2 separate regions of the Mus musculus genome follow, and region 2 is linked to region 1. Evidence: chromatin contacts called from public promoter capture Hi-C data. All regions are on one chromosome and are shown on one strand. The core of a region is the stretch at or near the end of the contact, and the rest is flanking DNA. Distances in the headings are between cores, read along the strand shown.

Evidence for each region. Capture Hi-C pulls out chosen DNA fragments and counts their contacts.
Region 2: a promoter capture Hi-C map of pancreatic islet shows a contact between it and region 1. The contact joins two enhancer-like sites. A contact is called at or near these places in 1 of 39 promoter capture datasets (hematopoietic stem and progenitor cells), 5 of 484 Hi-C or Micro-C datasets (the HL-1 cell line, Sertoli cells, cerebral cortex and 2 more) and 3 of 9 other capture datasets (adipose tissue, liver and pancreatic islet).

What each region holds. Positions count from the first base shown.
Region 1 is chr13:64,105,342-64,109,226 of GRCm38.p6, reverse strand. It overlaps Slc35d2 (solute carrier family 35, member D2), which reads left to right. Exons shown (of 12, transcript NM_001001321.3): 7 at 800-902; 8 at 2,120-2,212. Among named protein-coding and RNA genes, the nearest start is that of Hsd17b3, 18 kb to the right of the region's middle. Within about 2 kb of position 1,941, at least 29 of the 459 cell types and tissues checked have an H3K27ac peak or open chromatin away from gene starts, as enhancers often do. A contact at or near this core is called in pancreatic islet, where this site is marked.
Region 2 is chr13:64,203,802-64,207,290 of GRCm38.p6, reverse strand. It overlaps Cdc14b (CDC14 cell division cycle 14B), which reads left to right. Exons shown (of 14, transcript NM_172587.3): 13 at 1,874-2,020. The coding sequence ends at 1,988. Among named protein-coding and RNA genes, the nearest start is that of 1810034E14Rik, 43 kb to the left of the region's middle. Within about 2 kb of position 1,945, at least 15 of the 459 cell types and tissues checked have an H3K27ac peak or open chromatin away from gene starts, as enhancers often do. A contact at or near this core is called in pancreatic islet, where this site is marked.

The DNA.
Region 1 (3,885 bases), core at 692-3,191:
CTATGTTATTATGTACTACAAAGGGGTATTGTGTGAGCTGCAGACCCTCCTGGGCAAGTGTAGTAAAATCCTGTCTCAGTAACAACCAAGTAACCAACTAGTTAGCTAGCTAACTAAATTCACAAGCTCCAGGTATTCATCCCAAGAGGGTGTATGAAAGGTTTGTCTTCTGACAACTTAGATTATGGGGTAAGCAGGAAGTGTGGGTGGGCGAATCACATCTCGGGACATAGTTGTCTGCCTCATCCAAATGTCATGTCCCTTCGACATTTTTATGTTAGTGCTACTAATTTAGGAGGGAAATTGCTGAGGTGCTCAGAGTCCTGGAAGGAAGGAAGCTTGGAAGGCTTGTATAGGCACATAGGGCATGCTTCACCCTTTGACAGACAGGGAACTGTCTGGGCACCAGATGGAGGTGTCACTCCCAGGCTGTCCCCTGGGGGTGGCCCTGCTTATAATAAACAGGGCGCCTGGTGGGTGGTCAAACGGTGCCCTCAGGACAGCCAGGGCTCACTAATGATAGTGCCAACCTATCAGTTAGCAAACAAAGGGTTTGCAGTTAAAGCTAGGCAGTTCAGGTCCCCAGGTCTTAAGCTAAGTGTAATTAAACGGAGATCGCCTGATCAGCTGTCTTGTTCTTATCTGGGAGGAACTGGAGGAGTTACTGCTAGTGGGAGAATAATTTGCCTAAGAAAAGATGATACTAGCACTGCACACAGATCTGACCAGACCACAAGCAAGTTCCGAGGTCAGCTTGAGAATGTCTTTATAACTCTCCTCTTCCTGTTCTCCCTGCCAGCTCTGACCTCACATTCAACTTGGAAGGCTACATTTTTGTATTCTTGAATGATATCTTCACCGCGGCAAATGGAGTTTATACCAAACAGAAAATGGACCCGAAGGTACCGGACCTTCCCTCCTGCAGCTTTACCCCCGTGCCATCTGGCTCCTGGAATGACATGAAAAAGGACAGTGAGCGTGTTCAGTTGGCGTGTAACTCGATGCACGTCCTGTGATCTAGAAACTACTGATTTCTTCTTAATTATCTTATTTGCATGAGACCTTGTTATTCTTGCTATTGCAAGAAAAAATGTCACTATTTTAGATGTTCAATCAGTATGTATATATATGTGTGTGTGTGTTTGCTTTTCAAAATGTACATGAATATATATGTGCATATGTATTTGTGAATATATGTGTATGTACATATGTATATTTATATACATTTTGAAAAGCAAATCCATTGTTTTAAAGCAGCATCATTAATGACCGTGACAGATTCAGAAGGAGGTGGGACAGTGCCTGTAGATTTCCAGCTGTGAGCTTCGGAAACTCACAGGCCATTACGCCTTTAGACTTTCATTTCTCCAAATGTGTTTCCTCATGAAGTGAGGTGTCTGGCGGTCATTTGTCATGTCCTCCAGTACGAACCACCTCTTCAGATCGCAAGCTGTCGGGGCTGCCTGTCGTGCTGCCCCAGACCTCACCCAGCCCCAGCTGTGACCGGAAGCTGTCTGGGGTGAGCCAGCATATGGGTTTTTGTTCTGGGCTCTTTGTGCTTTGTGAGGGAGCTCTCATTGACTGATGGGTGCTTTTCTGTGAGCTATTTTTAAAATCTGTATGCCCATTTGTTTCTTTGAATGGTGACAGTTTTACAAAAACAGGTCCATTGCCTTCCTGAAAATACAATATGTCACCCCCCCCTTTTTTAAAGGAGAAGTGGGTGGTCACTTTAGTAAAAGCAAACATGATAGGTTCCTATTCTTTAACGGATGGAGCAGATGTTTTAAAAGAATTAGTTAACATTTTAAATTTCCATTATCTCATTTCAGATTTGCTACTTTGAATAACGTGCTTAATAGTGGAGTGTTAGAGATGGGTAGGGCCTCAAGCCTTCTGTTTTCATCCATTGTACATGTGCTTGTTGGTGTTGAACAAATATTTATTCCAAAGTTACAACACAGTGCAATGGTCCATTTTACAACAGACATGGGCCAAAAGTCTTACAGTACATTGCCAGCCTTTTAAACATTCTAATTGTGCATAAATAGACAAATCAGCCCAGAAGACACGATACCTTAGAGCTCTAGAGTTGAATGCAATCTTCTTATTTTCACAGGAGCTGGGGAAATATGGAGTGCTTTTCTATAATGCCTGCTTCATGCTCATCCCAACTGTCATTATTAGCGTCTCTACTGGAGACTTTCAGCAGGTAAATATGGCCCGTGTTATAAACATGGTTAAGGTAGGTGAGGCCGAGCTAGGTGTGCTAGGGTGAGTGTGTTCAGTGTGTCATTGACTTTGTTGTATTTTTTTACTTTGTGGGTAAATTGAGAGTTAGACTCTTTGTTAGTGGAGAAGTAATTTATTAAATTCTCATATTCTAGGAGAACTTTGCCTCCTGATGTGGTGCTAGTTCACCCACTGCTTGCCCTCTCTGGCCTCTTCAGTTTAGACTCTAGAGATTTAGGCAGAAGCTCTCTGAATTGAGCGATTACCAGGCACTGAAATTGCAGATGGACTGGAGAGCTTTGTAGAATTATTATTTAGAAATATATATATATAACTAGAATAATACACTGAAAGATCTAAGAGCAATATCCAGGGCTGGGGATGTAGCTCAGTGGTAGAACACTGGCTGGCATGCACAGGACTGTGGGTTTGATCCTCAGTGCCACAAAGGGGAGTGGGGGGATCAAAGGACTTTTTTTATTCCTCTAAAATGATAAAATACAAAAGCTATAATGTTTAGAATACAATTCATTTGGGCTGGAGAGATGGCACTTGCTGCCAAGCCTGATAACCTGAGTTCCATCGCCAGGAGCCATATTACATATCGAGAGAGCTGATTCTGGCAGACTGTCTGTGAGTACCGTGTGTGTGCTGTGTCTAAACCACATACCTACACCACACGCACGCACAAATGTAATAGAAAACCTAAAGATAAAATATGAGTATACCTTTACTAAAGTATTAGATGGCAAGAGATGACCAGAGATGTAGATATACACTGTAATTAGTAATGAAAATGAGGGAGAGTCCCTAGCAGGTAAATGTGATCTGTTTTCACTCGGCAACTATCTGAAATGTTCACTGAATTACTCCAAGATCTTTTAGCTGGTTGCATGACTGAGTCCATTTTAGATTATGAACTAAATATGATAAAGAGGGGAGTTCATGTACACTGAACTAAATACACTGGAAGCTGACGGATAACACGGAGTGAAATATTCTCTCTCTGTCATTGGAGGAAGAATGAATGAGTCAACAGGGAGAGATGGAAAGGCCAAAGTTTTTGGTGACTCACTACTCTGGGAAGTGAGTCCTGGACTTTGGACTTACAGTCGGTGGATTATTAACTGTGGGAAATGAAGTCAGAGATAGCAGCCCTTCTGTTAACAAACCCCAGGTCCTTGGGAGATGCTCATTTGACCTTCCCTCTAGGAGGCCAAAATACATGTAGTGTGTTGCAACTGAGGGAGAGGGATTTTAAAATATTGATTTTTTTTCTGATTGACCCCCCCAAAGTGCAAAAGATTCATAATCTAGCATGCTTTGTATATTCTGTTTCTTCAAATGTTACCAGTATAGATTCATTCTTAAAGATAGAAAACTAGTGTTTATTAAAGTGTGCACTGGTGAAGAACATATGTATTTTAAGAAATATTACTAAATAACCCTCTCTGGGTTTATGTTGTCCAGAGTAAATAATTTTTATTGATTGTTTATATAAATACTTCTAGCTCTTGGTTTTTAACTTATTACAATTTGGTTATTTAATTATGTGTGTGTGTGTGTGTGTGTGTGTGTGTGTGTGTGTGTGTGTGTGTGTGTGTGTGTGTATAAGGATGTTGCCTTAGTTAGTGACCAAGGCAACTCTTATAA
Region 2 (3,489 bases), core at 696-3,195, 98 kb before region 1:
TTGGACTGGATAAGAGGACCGGGTTCAATTCCCAGCACCCACATGGCAGCTCACAACCCTCTGTAACTCCACTTCCAGGGGATCTGTCATGATCACATGGATTTACATGCAGGCAAAACTCCAATGTACATAAATTAATTAAATCATTAAAAAGCTTTTGTTAGCTGCTGTAAAAATGCCCGGCAGTTGAAAGTGCTGTCCATACAGAGGCCCCAAGTTTGGCTTCCACCACCTAGATCAGGTACAATACAATCAGCTGTAGCTCCAGCTCCAGGAAATTTCTGCGTTCTCTCTCTCTCTCTCTCTCTCTCTCTCTCTCTCCCTCCCTCTTTCTCTCTCTCTCTCCCCTTCCCCCTCCCCCTCCCCTTCCCCCTCTCCCTCTCTCTCTCTCTCTCTCTTTCTCTCTCACACACACACACAAAATCTTTTTGCAAAAGTTCATATTAAATAGAACTTTCAGGAAATTTTACTCTCCACTCTGTTCAGAAAAGTGTTTTTTGGAACTCAAATCATTTAGTGATCTCTTTTGTTAGATAAACTGAGATTATGGAGTTCATAGCCTGAGGGTATATGGTGACAGAAAAGCACAAGAAGATTAAAATTTAAAGACCCCCGGAACTTGCAGGTGGCTTCAGATGTCCTACCATTCAGCAGATTGTGCAAGGCTCTTTGGACTAGAAGTCTGATGCTCTCAGAAATGGCTGAATGAGAACAGCTAGATGGTTTGGGGAGAGCTTAGTGGGACCTGCACATATATGTGTGTTCACACATGTGACGACATACAGCACAAGCACACACACAGGAAACACGAGGCCAAAACTGGGTATGTGGCACAGCACTTGGAAGGTGGTGGTAGGAAGATCAGAGGTTTAAGGGCACTGTAAACTACATAGAAAGGTCAAGGCCAGCCTGAGAAGTGGGAGACCTGAAGACAGAAGGAAGAGAAGGGAAAACATACCAAACTCTAGTGTGCACTAGTTACTTTTTCTGTTGCTATGATGAAACACCATAACCAGGGCAACTTAATAGAAGGAAATGTTTATTTGGGCTTAAGGTTTCAGGGCTTTGGAGTCCCCAGTACAGGGAAGCAACAGTATACGTGTGGTAAGCATGGCAGCTGGAGCCGGAAATGAAAACTTAAATTTTGAACTGCAGGCAGGAAGCACCGAGAGCTAACTGGGAATGGCAAGCCACCTTGAAACCTCAAGGTCCACGCCCAATGATATGTCTGCCCCTCACCTCCCCACCCCCAATCTCCCCACCCCATCCCCGTCGATACCACACATCCTACACCTACCCCAGCTGTCTCAACTACTTGAGGACTAAGTATTTAAATGCCTGAGGCCATGAGTACCATCTCAGAAACATACAAGGCCACAGTAGCGAAATTGATGGCTCTTGGTCAGGTGCACTTCTGTAATCCACATTGCCAATTGTGCCGTTCACTGGACCTCCCAACTGACTGAGGAGTGTTCTGTTTTTGTTCAGAGGCGTTCCCTGGTCGCAGTCACCCCTCCCCTGATCATATTAGACTGTCTGTGGGTTGTTTCTGTGTCCGTTTCTACTTGTGTTCAGGTGTAGTGTTTTGCATATCTAAGGATGGCCAGCTGGAGTACTGTCAGTCAGTATGATGGGAGATGGAGTCTAACCATTTGTTCCTGTGTGTTGAACCTGTTTAAACTAAAGTCAGCGTTTTTGTCTCAACAGAAGCTGGACCACCACCACCCTTGTTTCCTGCCCCTTTGCCATCACAGTCGCTGCTCTGGGCCTTTTAGGGTGTCTTAAATCCACAGGTGGCTCTATGTATTTTATTATATGATTTATTTTGGCTTCCCAATGTGAACATCTGTTCTTTCCCTTCCACCCTCTCCAGATGTCCCCTAGCTGTGCTGACCTCTGCACTGTGTAGTGTTGCCATCTGGTGGATTGTGTGTGACTACATTCTTCCCACCCTGCTGTTCTGTCTTGATGGCTTCAGAACACAGTAGCCATCTGGACCCTTTGACAGATAGTTTGCTGTGTAAGTTTCCTGTTCCGTTTCTCTCCTACCCTCCCCCCCACCCCCCTGTGTCCTGTGTGGTTCCTATGGTGTATGTGTTTCTCCTTCTGGCTCTCCTAGCTTTGTTGTTTTGCTTGTTTTCCAGGGCTCTCTTTCCGAATCTCTTCAATGAATGGGATGGTACCAGCAGGGGAGGGCCTCAAGGAGCCTTCTGAGTCAAGGATGTTAAAAATAACACCTAGTTTTGAAAAGTTGTACTAGCTATTCATAAATGTGGACATTGGAATAGTTTTCTCACCTGTCAAAAAACCAGGTAGTTGAGCCAACCAGCCTGGTTTCGTGTCCACCAGGGGGCTGTATTCACCTCTCGTGTTCAATGCCTGGAATGTGTCTTCAGTCAAGTGTGTCTCTCACCATTTCTGCTTTTAGCAAAGATTGGGCTTTGTTGCCTTAGAGGCTAGTGAGGATGGTGGCCCAATCTCTTCAGGTCACCTGTCTTGAGTCTATAGAACTGTCCATTCTTTCATCACATCTTCTTTGTGTTAAGTGAGAAAAGGAGAGGGGTAGCTGGCTGTCTCCCTTGCTTGTGTTTCTATAGTCTCTGGACTCTTCCTTCTCTTCCCCAAAATAGGCAGACCATCTTTGTTAGATTCTGTACACAAGTGTAATCTCCTGACATGTCATTCTCTCAAGGGAGACACTTGTCAGCAGAAAGCAGCAGAAAACCTCTGTGTGTAACATCACAGCCCAGGAACACAGAGGGAGACATGTGCCACACCACCACCATCCTCTATCTGTTTTCTGAGACCCTTCTTCATCATTTCATTCCAAAAATTTACTTTTCTTGTACCAGCTTGGACTTAGAGATTGCCAAAGCATTCAGAATTCCCTTCTAGGATCTCCTCCAAGTGAAAATCTGTCACAGCCAACCCTTGCCCTTTGAGGTTCTGTTGAGAGTTTCATGTAGCTAAGAAAGATTTAAAAAGGAATCAAGAGTCCACTAAAGAAAACTTGCTGAATAAATACTTATTTACAGTGGTGTTTCCTTGTATATCTTAGATGAGTTTATAATCTCACATTTCACTTTTTTTTTTTGCCCCCTCTATCTATTGAAGAACAATGATACCTTTTATAGTTAGTTCTTCCCAAACTATTCTAAGTGGCCAAGATGTTCTGAATGGGTAGGTGGAGTTGCTGCTAATAATATTTGTCTTCAGGCCCAGCTTAAATGTTGCTTTAAATGTTACTTCTACTGGCGAGCTCCTCAGAGTCCTCTGCAAGAGCGTTAGATTAGTCCTGTAGCTTATGTCACCACTACGTTTCCAGACCAAAACAGGGTGTTCCGTTTAGCCTGCCTACTGACTTGAATTAAAAGCTTTCTGTGACTGAGGTAGGTAACAGTGTGGTCTTCATAGCCACTCGCTCTTGGTGTGAGACTCTTCCCAAGAGGCTTAATTTGTGGGTAACAGTTCACTGCTCTGTGGTGACTG